2 separate regions of the Oryctolagus cuniculus genome follow, and region 1 is linked to region 2. Evidence: chromatin contacts called from public Hi-C data. All regions are on one chromosome and are shown on one strand. The core of a region is the stretch at or near the end of the contact, and the rest is flanking DNA. Distances in the headings are between cores, read along the strand shown.

Region 1 (3,663 bases), core at 618-3,117, 130 kb after region 2:
TTACATTGATACAGACATGGCTGAAGTGATTTATTGCCTGCATTTCAGCAGACTCTGGACTGTCACTCTGTGCAGGGACTCACCTTGTATGGTGATGGGGGAGTGCCCTTTTCCATCCTGGAACTTGGGATTTAAGATGGGCAGTGGTGTTTCCATTCAGAGCCTGTGGTGGAGGCTCTGAGTGAGGTGGATGCCTTCAAGTGTGGTCAGTAGGGACTGGCGTTGTGGCGTAGTGAGTGAAGCCACCATGTATGTCGCCAGCATCCCATACGGGCACCGGTTCATGTCCTGGCTGCTCCACTTCTGATCCAGTTCTCTGCTATGGATTGAGAAAGCAATGGAAGATGGCCCAAGTCCTTGGGCCCCTGTACCCATGTGGGAGACCCAGAAGAAGCTCCTGGCTCCTGGCTGTTGCAGCCATTTGGAGAGTGAGCCCGCAGATGGAAGCTCTCTCTCACCCTCTCTTTCTTTCCCATTCTCTTTGTAACTTTGCCTTTCAAATAAATAAATATTTAAAAGCGTGGTGAACAGATATGACCATGTCCCTGGGAAGCAGCGATCTGGGATGGCCTCCCGGGATGGGCACAGGCCTGTTGAGGGTGGTTTGTGTTTTCTGGCTGGGCCTGCTGTGGCCTGGGGAGTTGTCCAGAGCCCGATCTGGGGACCAAGCTCTTTCCATCGGTGCCCACTGCAGAACCAGCTGACCTGGGGGCTCCTCCTGGTTGCCCTGACAGTCTCCACACCCCTCCCCACTGTCCTTGTAGCCCGTGCCCTTGCAGGGCATGGTGCGTTTGTTTCTCTGCAGCATGGAGAGGTGATTGTCACATGGGCGTGTGTGTGTGATTTTTTTTTTTTTTCGATTGATGAGCCCCAAGTGGCAGAGAGACCATCTGGAGGTCAGCAGAGAGCTGGGGATGGTAAGTACAGGCGTGCTTGGTGTGGTTCTGTCTTCTACCCCTGAACAACCAAGGAACCGAATGGCAGCCGCTGGCCAGGAATTGATTGCATTAATTGATTTGCCAATAAGAGAGCTTGTTACGTCCGCCATTGGCTAGGAGGCCAGCTGACAAGTCCGCTGATCAATGGCGCCAATGAAGATTTCATCCATTAATGAGCAACATGGTAATTAATGTTATCCGTAAACCAGTTAGTCTGGGGAGCTGTCGCACCAGGGAGTACAGTGAGTGGCAGCGCCCGAGGGTGGGCAGGCAGCCACCCCGTCTGGCCTGGATTGGGGTCTTCTGGCAGGGTCAGGAGGAGAGAACAAGGCCTTCCACTCTGGAGGGTGCATTTCAAGTGGAGAAAGTCAAGTTCAGAGCCCTGGGCAGGGCTGCAAGGAGACTGAGCCTGCCGGGCCCCATACGCAAGTGTGCTGAGCCCCCTCTGGTCCCCATACCTGCTGGGAGGACCGCAGGGCGTGCCTGTCTCTCCCAGCTCCGCTAACAGCACAGCTTTCCCACGCGAGTCTCTGCGGGGCTTTTAGGGGCGTAATGGAATGGCTGAGGCCCCAGTTACTCTGGTCCCCGCTGGGCATGCTGTCCCCAGGGACACTCCCATCCGTGGCTCACATGCACTGCCCTGTGTTCTGGAGGGAGGGCCAGGGCCTCTTCTGGGAACCATGAGCCAGTGGTAAAGTAATTAACATCCCCACCCCACCCCCACCCCCCCAACCCCACCCCTGGGTTTCAGTAGGAAGAAAGATTTTGCTGGAAGAAAGAAAGAAGGAGAAGCAGACGATGGAAAGCTGTGCCCTTTTCCTTCCCCCCTGGTTTTGTGAAATGACATCAGTGGGTTGTTTGCCAAGCATAACCTGGCAGCCTGGTGGCTCTGCCTGACTGCCTGAGATTTCTGGGGACCGTGCGGCTCGCCAGCTCCAGCCGTGGCAGCGTGCCAAGGTGACGTTCCGTGACTAAGCAGAAACGAGGGCGAGGGAGAGAGGGAGGAAAAAGGTATGTGTGGTGGGGGAGCTGGGAGAAACAGTGGTCCCGGGGTTGGGGGTGGCAGGGGAGACCAGGAGGCATGGCAGGGGGCCTCTGTGCAGGCAGGCGGCTGCCCGGAGTGCACCCTGGCGGGCCGGGGAGGGCTCCTGTGACACTGGGGCGTGAGTGAGTGCGTGTGTGTGTGTGTGTGTGTGTGTGTGTTGTAGGGAGCTCCAGGGCAACAGCCAGAAACAGAGCCTGGGAGGCGCTCAAGGGGTCCAACTTGGGAGGGAACCAAATGAGCCCAAGGGAAGGTGACAGCCCAGAGGGCCTGGCACCATTGAGAAGGAGGCTTAGGGAAGCTTTTATCTGCACCAGGCCCAGTGGATACTCCACAGCGGAGTTTCCTTTCCATTGTTAGGTATTGACCCTCAGAGACCCCTTGTGGATTCCCTAATTGAAAATTAATACTAGATCAATGCCACGGGCAATTTGCATATTGATCATAAACAACTTTGAAGGCACCGAGTGTGCGGCAGATCAATAGGGCTCCTGAACAGGCTGCAGAGCGAGCACCTCCCAGTACAGTGCACTCCGAAGAAAGGTTAATGATTTGGGAAGTTCCTAACTGCTCAGCCCAGGCCCCGCCCCGCCCCGCCCCACGCCGCACCGCGCCAGGCCTGTGCTGCCTGCCTGCCATTGCCACTGTGCCCTCCCCCACGTGAGCAGAGGGAGGATGACTGTGCTGGAGTGAGGGAGGGGCCGGCCGTGCGTGTTTTACAGTTGCCTTTTTTGGTGCTGGATGAAGTCTTGGGGCAGTTTATTCTGGGAAGCGCACTGTAAAAGGCAGCACAGCCAAGTCCGCAAAACACCGTTCTGCAGATGCTTTGCGTGGCATGACGTGGAGGGGAGGAGCCCGCCGTGCCCGGCCTCTCCCCAGGCTTCTGAGCAATGTGGAAATCCACCTGACTTCGACCCTCACCTGCGCTGAGTGTGGCCCGTTTTGCTTCCTGTTCACATGGCCTCTGTGGCTGGCTTTTCCCTCCTCGCTCGTCACCACCTCCTCCCTGCTTTGCACCTTCTCGTTTCTGTCTGGCTTGCGACCTCACCTTTCCCAGTGTCCCCAGCAAGCTGCCTTGGGGCTCCTCCCTGTGTTCCCCTTCCCGACTCTCTGGGCCCCACCTGTGTTTTCCTCTCTGCCTCCAACCTGGCCCAGATCCAGCTCCTCCTTCCTGCTGGCCATGGAAACAGTGTGTGGCCCAGCCGCCCCATGAGTACCCGGAACTTGCCCAGTCCTGTCCAGCAGCACAGCCCAGGATGTCCTGAGATTTTGAGCCCTCGAGGGTGGTGGCTCTCATGGCAGAGAGATGTGTGTGTCTCAGTGTGGGGAGACAGCTCTTGGGTGGGGGTGAGTCAGCCTGACTTCCCTCCAGGAGAGCAGCCTGAGGACTGTGCAGCCCCCTCCCCCACTCCCCCTGCACCCCGTGTCGGAGGAGTGAAGGGGCGGTGCAGCTGCAGAGGAGGGAGGGTGGCGCCTGGTATCCAGGTGGGAGGTTCTTTGCAGTACGCCAACCCCTGGGTTTCTGGGAGTCAGGACTGTCCTCACGCTGGCCAGTGGCGGGGAGCGGGCGGCGACCCCCTTTCACTGTGCATTTCTGCACCTCAACTCAGCCCTCCCAGCCCCCAGCCCAGGGAGCAGAGGTTATGTCTTGTCGCCGTCTATGTCTGTGTTTTACGTGCACAA
Region 2 (3,386 bases), core at 811-3,310:
AGCCTGATAACCCATCTCGACCTTTCTCAGGGAGCCTGGAGGGAATTCCCAGGTGCCTTTCATGGGGAGGCGGGGCTTTAGCGAGGGGCAAGGAGTTGGGGAGGAAACCCCAGCCTGGCTTGTCACTGTCGTTGCAGTGGGAAAGATGGGTGCAGCCGCGGCCCCTGGCGGGTAGCGAGCTCCCCCAGCTCAGGGCATCCTGCCTGCTGCCTCTTGATGCCGCCTGCGCCGCGTGGTTGGCTTTATGCTGGTCTTCTGTTGGGCCCCGCTGAAAGCCGTAAGCGCCTGCTCTTGAGGATTCCAAGAGGGGATGGCCGAGGAATCGCAGGTAAATGGGACAGAGCTATGATGGGAGTACGAGATGCGTACCTGTAACTGCCCAGGGTCGTCCTGCCTGTGGCCAGTGGCGCCGGCAGGGACACCTGGAGAGGAACGGCTGCAGGCCTCAGTACAGGAGCCCCACTATCCACTGGTTCCTCTTCTGCATTCCAGTTACCGTGCTCAACTGTGGCCCGAAAATATTACACGGAGAAGTCCAGAAATCAAGACTGCCTAACTCTGAAATAACTTTTATTCTTAAAAAAGATCTATTTATTTATTTGGAAGGCAGAGTTACACAGAGAGAGATCTTCCATCTGCTGGTTCACACCCCAAATGGCTGCAGCAGTCAGGGCCAGGCCAGACTGAAGCCGCGAGCCAGAAGTTTTATCCAGGTCTCCCAGGGGGTGCAGGGCCCCAGCACTTTGGCCGTCTTCTGCTTTCCCAGGTGCATTAGCAAGGAACTGGATCGGAAGTGGAGTAGCCAGGGCACAAACCAGAGCCCATGTGGGCTTAACCGGCTGTGCTGCCACAACTCCAGACTTAAAATAACTTTTATTATAATGTATTGTTGTAGTTCTATTTTATTATTACTGTTAATCTCCTACTGTGCCTAATTTATAAGGAAAAAAGGCAGTGTGTGTAGGGTTCAGTACTACACGGGGCTTCAGGCATCTGAGACCCATCTTGGAACGCATGCCCTGAGCTTAAGGGGGGCCCTGCTTGTTTGCGAGCCTGGCCTGGCTCTTCCTTAGACGCGTGACTGCTGGCGACTCGCTCTTCTCAGAGCCTTGGGCATGTGTGTAGGGTCTGAGTGTCACTGCTAGGCACTCTCTCCTCTCTTTGTCTCTCTGAGCATTAATAGTAACACTTACTGAGCAGCTCCCATCCTGAATGCTTTACTGTCTCCGTAATCCTTACAACCATACGGGGCACATACGATCCTGGTGCCCTTTAAATGTGTAACGAATCTAAGCCCAAAGTAGGTTAATAACTTGCAGCTTTTAAATGACCTCAGTGCCGTGATGCCAGCCCAGAGCATAAGCTCTTAGCCATTGCTGTACTACATAAAACTGTAGTAATGCTATATTGCGTTAGACCATACTGCTGCTACACTATACACTACCACTGGATTGTTCAGTATGCTGTACTCACACTGTACTGTGTCATACTTTATACTGTACTAATAGTGAACCAAACTCAAAGTGGATACCGACCGTATACCTTGCTATACTAATACTATACCATTTGCCATATGCTATACTAAATCTGTATGATATGTATATGGCATACACTGTATCATATCGTATACTGACCTGGTTCTGGAGAAGGCTGATACTCTATTACATAGCGTGCTAGGGCTCTGCTGTATCTTACTGGGTATTACACTGGTGCTGTGCTCTGTACTGTAGTCTCCTAAAGCTGTAAGGCTTTGCCGAGTGGAGTGCGGGACTTCCTTGTTGTGTTAACTCCGTGCCCCCCTGGTGTGTGCATGCGGGATGTGCTGTTGGGAGAAAACGCCACCTAGCAGGGCTGGCAGGAGGTGGGTGTTCCGCCCCCGCACCCGGCAGCTGCGGCAAGGTCCCAGGTGCTCACCTGGGTCGTGAGCTGGGCCCTTGCCTGGCTGGGCAGGCCTGGCCTTGGCCGTGGCTCCCTGGTTCTCACCAGGGCAAGGTCAGTTCATGGTTGGCAGGGGCCTGGGGACAAGGGCACGATGTGTTAGGTTGATAACGTTCCTGCTGTCAGAGACATGGGCCCCGGAGCCCCTGAAGAACATCCTGTTCTATCTCTACTCGGGGACAGTGCGTTTCCCCGGCTTCAGAGCCAGGCCCTGGGGGACGCGGTGTCACCCACACCTTGGGGATTGCTGAGGGACAGTGCTGGGAGGTGTAGCATTCCCAGGGAGGAGTGCCTGTCTGGGCCCTGCTGGGTTTGTCTCACACACGCACAGAGGGAAGAGGAAACTCCTGCCCTGAGTTGGGCCCTGAGTCGGGAGAGATGGCCGCTGCTGCGGCAGCCCGGTCAGGGACAGGTTTGGAGAGCAGACTTTCCACTCCAAATTCCTGCTCTTTGCCTGAGCCAGAGCAGCCCCAGGCCAGTGCATGAAACCAGCTACGCAAAACTCAATTGTTCCCGAACTTCCACCCGCTGGCGCTGACTAACACCACTTCCCCTCCTGTAACGCCATGTTCGCATAATTAACGTATAATTTGATACCTGGAAATTCGTGCTGGGTGGAGTTGGCAAGGATGACTCAGCGGTCAGCAATCCAGACTCCAGGGTTCTGGAACTGTGCGCGCCGCCTCCCCATCTGCCGTTACTGCGAGCTGGTTTGGCCAGCACCCTGACGTCCTGAAGAGACCGTGGCCGACTGACAATTCAGTGGGTTTGTAGCTCTGACTGCCCACTCGTCCACTGGGCTTGTTCTTAGCTTGCTTCTCCTGTGGACTGGGGGCATTTGAAGCCACCATAGTTGATTTCATTTCCTGCTTCTTTATCAAGACAGTGGCATCAGTATTCAAACATGCAGTAAGTAATTATCAGTGGAGAATAAAGATGAAAAATGACGACGATTTTACAATTTAAATTTATAGTGTATGCTGATGCTTATAAGTTTTGTAGGAGAAATTATTTACTGTGTTGGCACTGGGCTTACTGTGAGGGAATCCTGGTTCCTAATGTATGTGTGATACCTGCCCATTTAAAGGTAGAGTGGCCGCAAGTCCCCTGTCCCCTTGCTAAGAGTCAGCAGCTTTGAGAGCCGACCAGGACGTCTTGGAAATGAGAGGAGACACTCAGAGCGGCACAGGTGGAGAGTTGCATGTGGCGTGAACTCGGAGGAAGGAGGAGAGCAAGTTCCTTAAACAGCAGCGGGAGATGGGTGCCAACTCTCACCTTGGCTCGGCCGTCACAGCGGGATGTGAGGGGTCCATGCTCCCTCCAGGCTGCGGGGAAGGTGGGAGCTGCAGGAGCGGCTCTGGCCTGGCCGTTTGTGCCCTGTCCTGCATTGGTGCTTGTGAGCCTTTCAGGGTTTGAGAACTTGACTTTGGAAAGCTTCTAAATTTGTT

What was found. Hi-C and Micro-C count contacts between places; a contact is called where the count stands out from the background.
Region 1: a Hi-C map of an unstated tissue shows a contact between it and region 2, with 2.0 times the contacts expected there. The contact joins two enhancer-like sites. A contact is called at or near these places in 2 of 6 Hi-C or Micro-C datasets (ear pinna and an unstated tissue).

The regions. Positions count from the first base shown.
Region 1 is chr18:54,388,169-54,391,831 of mOryCun1.1, forward strand. The region is part of intron 4 of ZFHX3 (zinc finger homeobox 3); the gene reads left to right. Among named protein-coding and RNA genes, the nearest start is that of ZFHX3, 220 kb to the left of the region's middle. Within about 2 kb of position 1,868, at least 4 of the 8 cell types and tissues checked have an H3K27ac peak or open chromatin away from gene starts, as enhancers often do.
Region 2 is chr18:54,257,566-54,260,951 of mOryCun1.1, forward strand. All of the region lies in intron 1 of ZFHX3 (zinc finger homeobox 3), which reads left to right. Among named protein-coding and RNA genes, the nearest start is that of ZFHX3, 88 kb to the left of the region's middle. Within about 2 kb of position 2,061, at least 2 of the 8 cell types and tissues checked have an H3K27ac peak or open chromatin away from gene starts, as enhancers often do.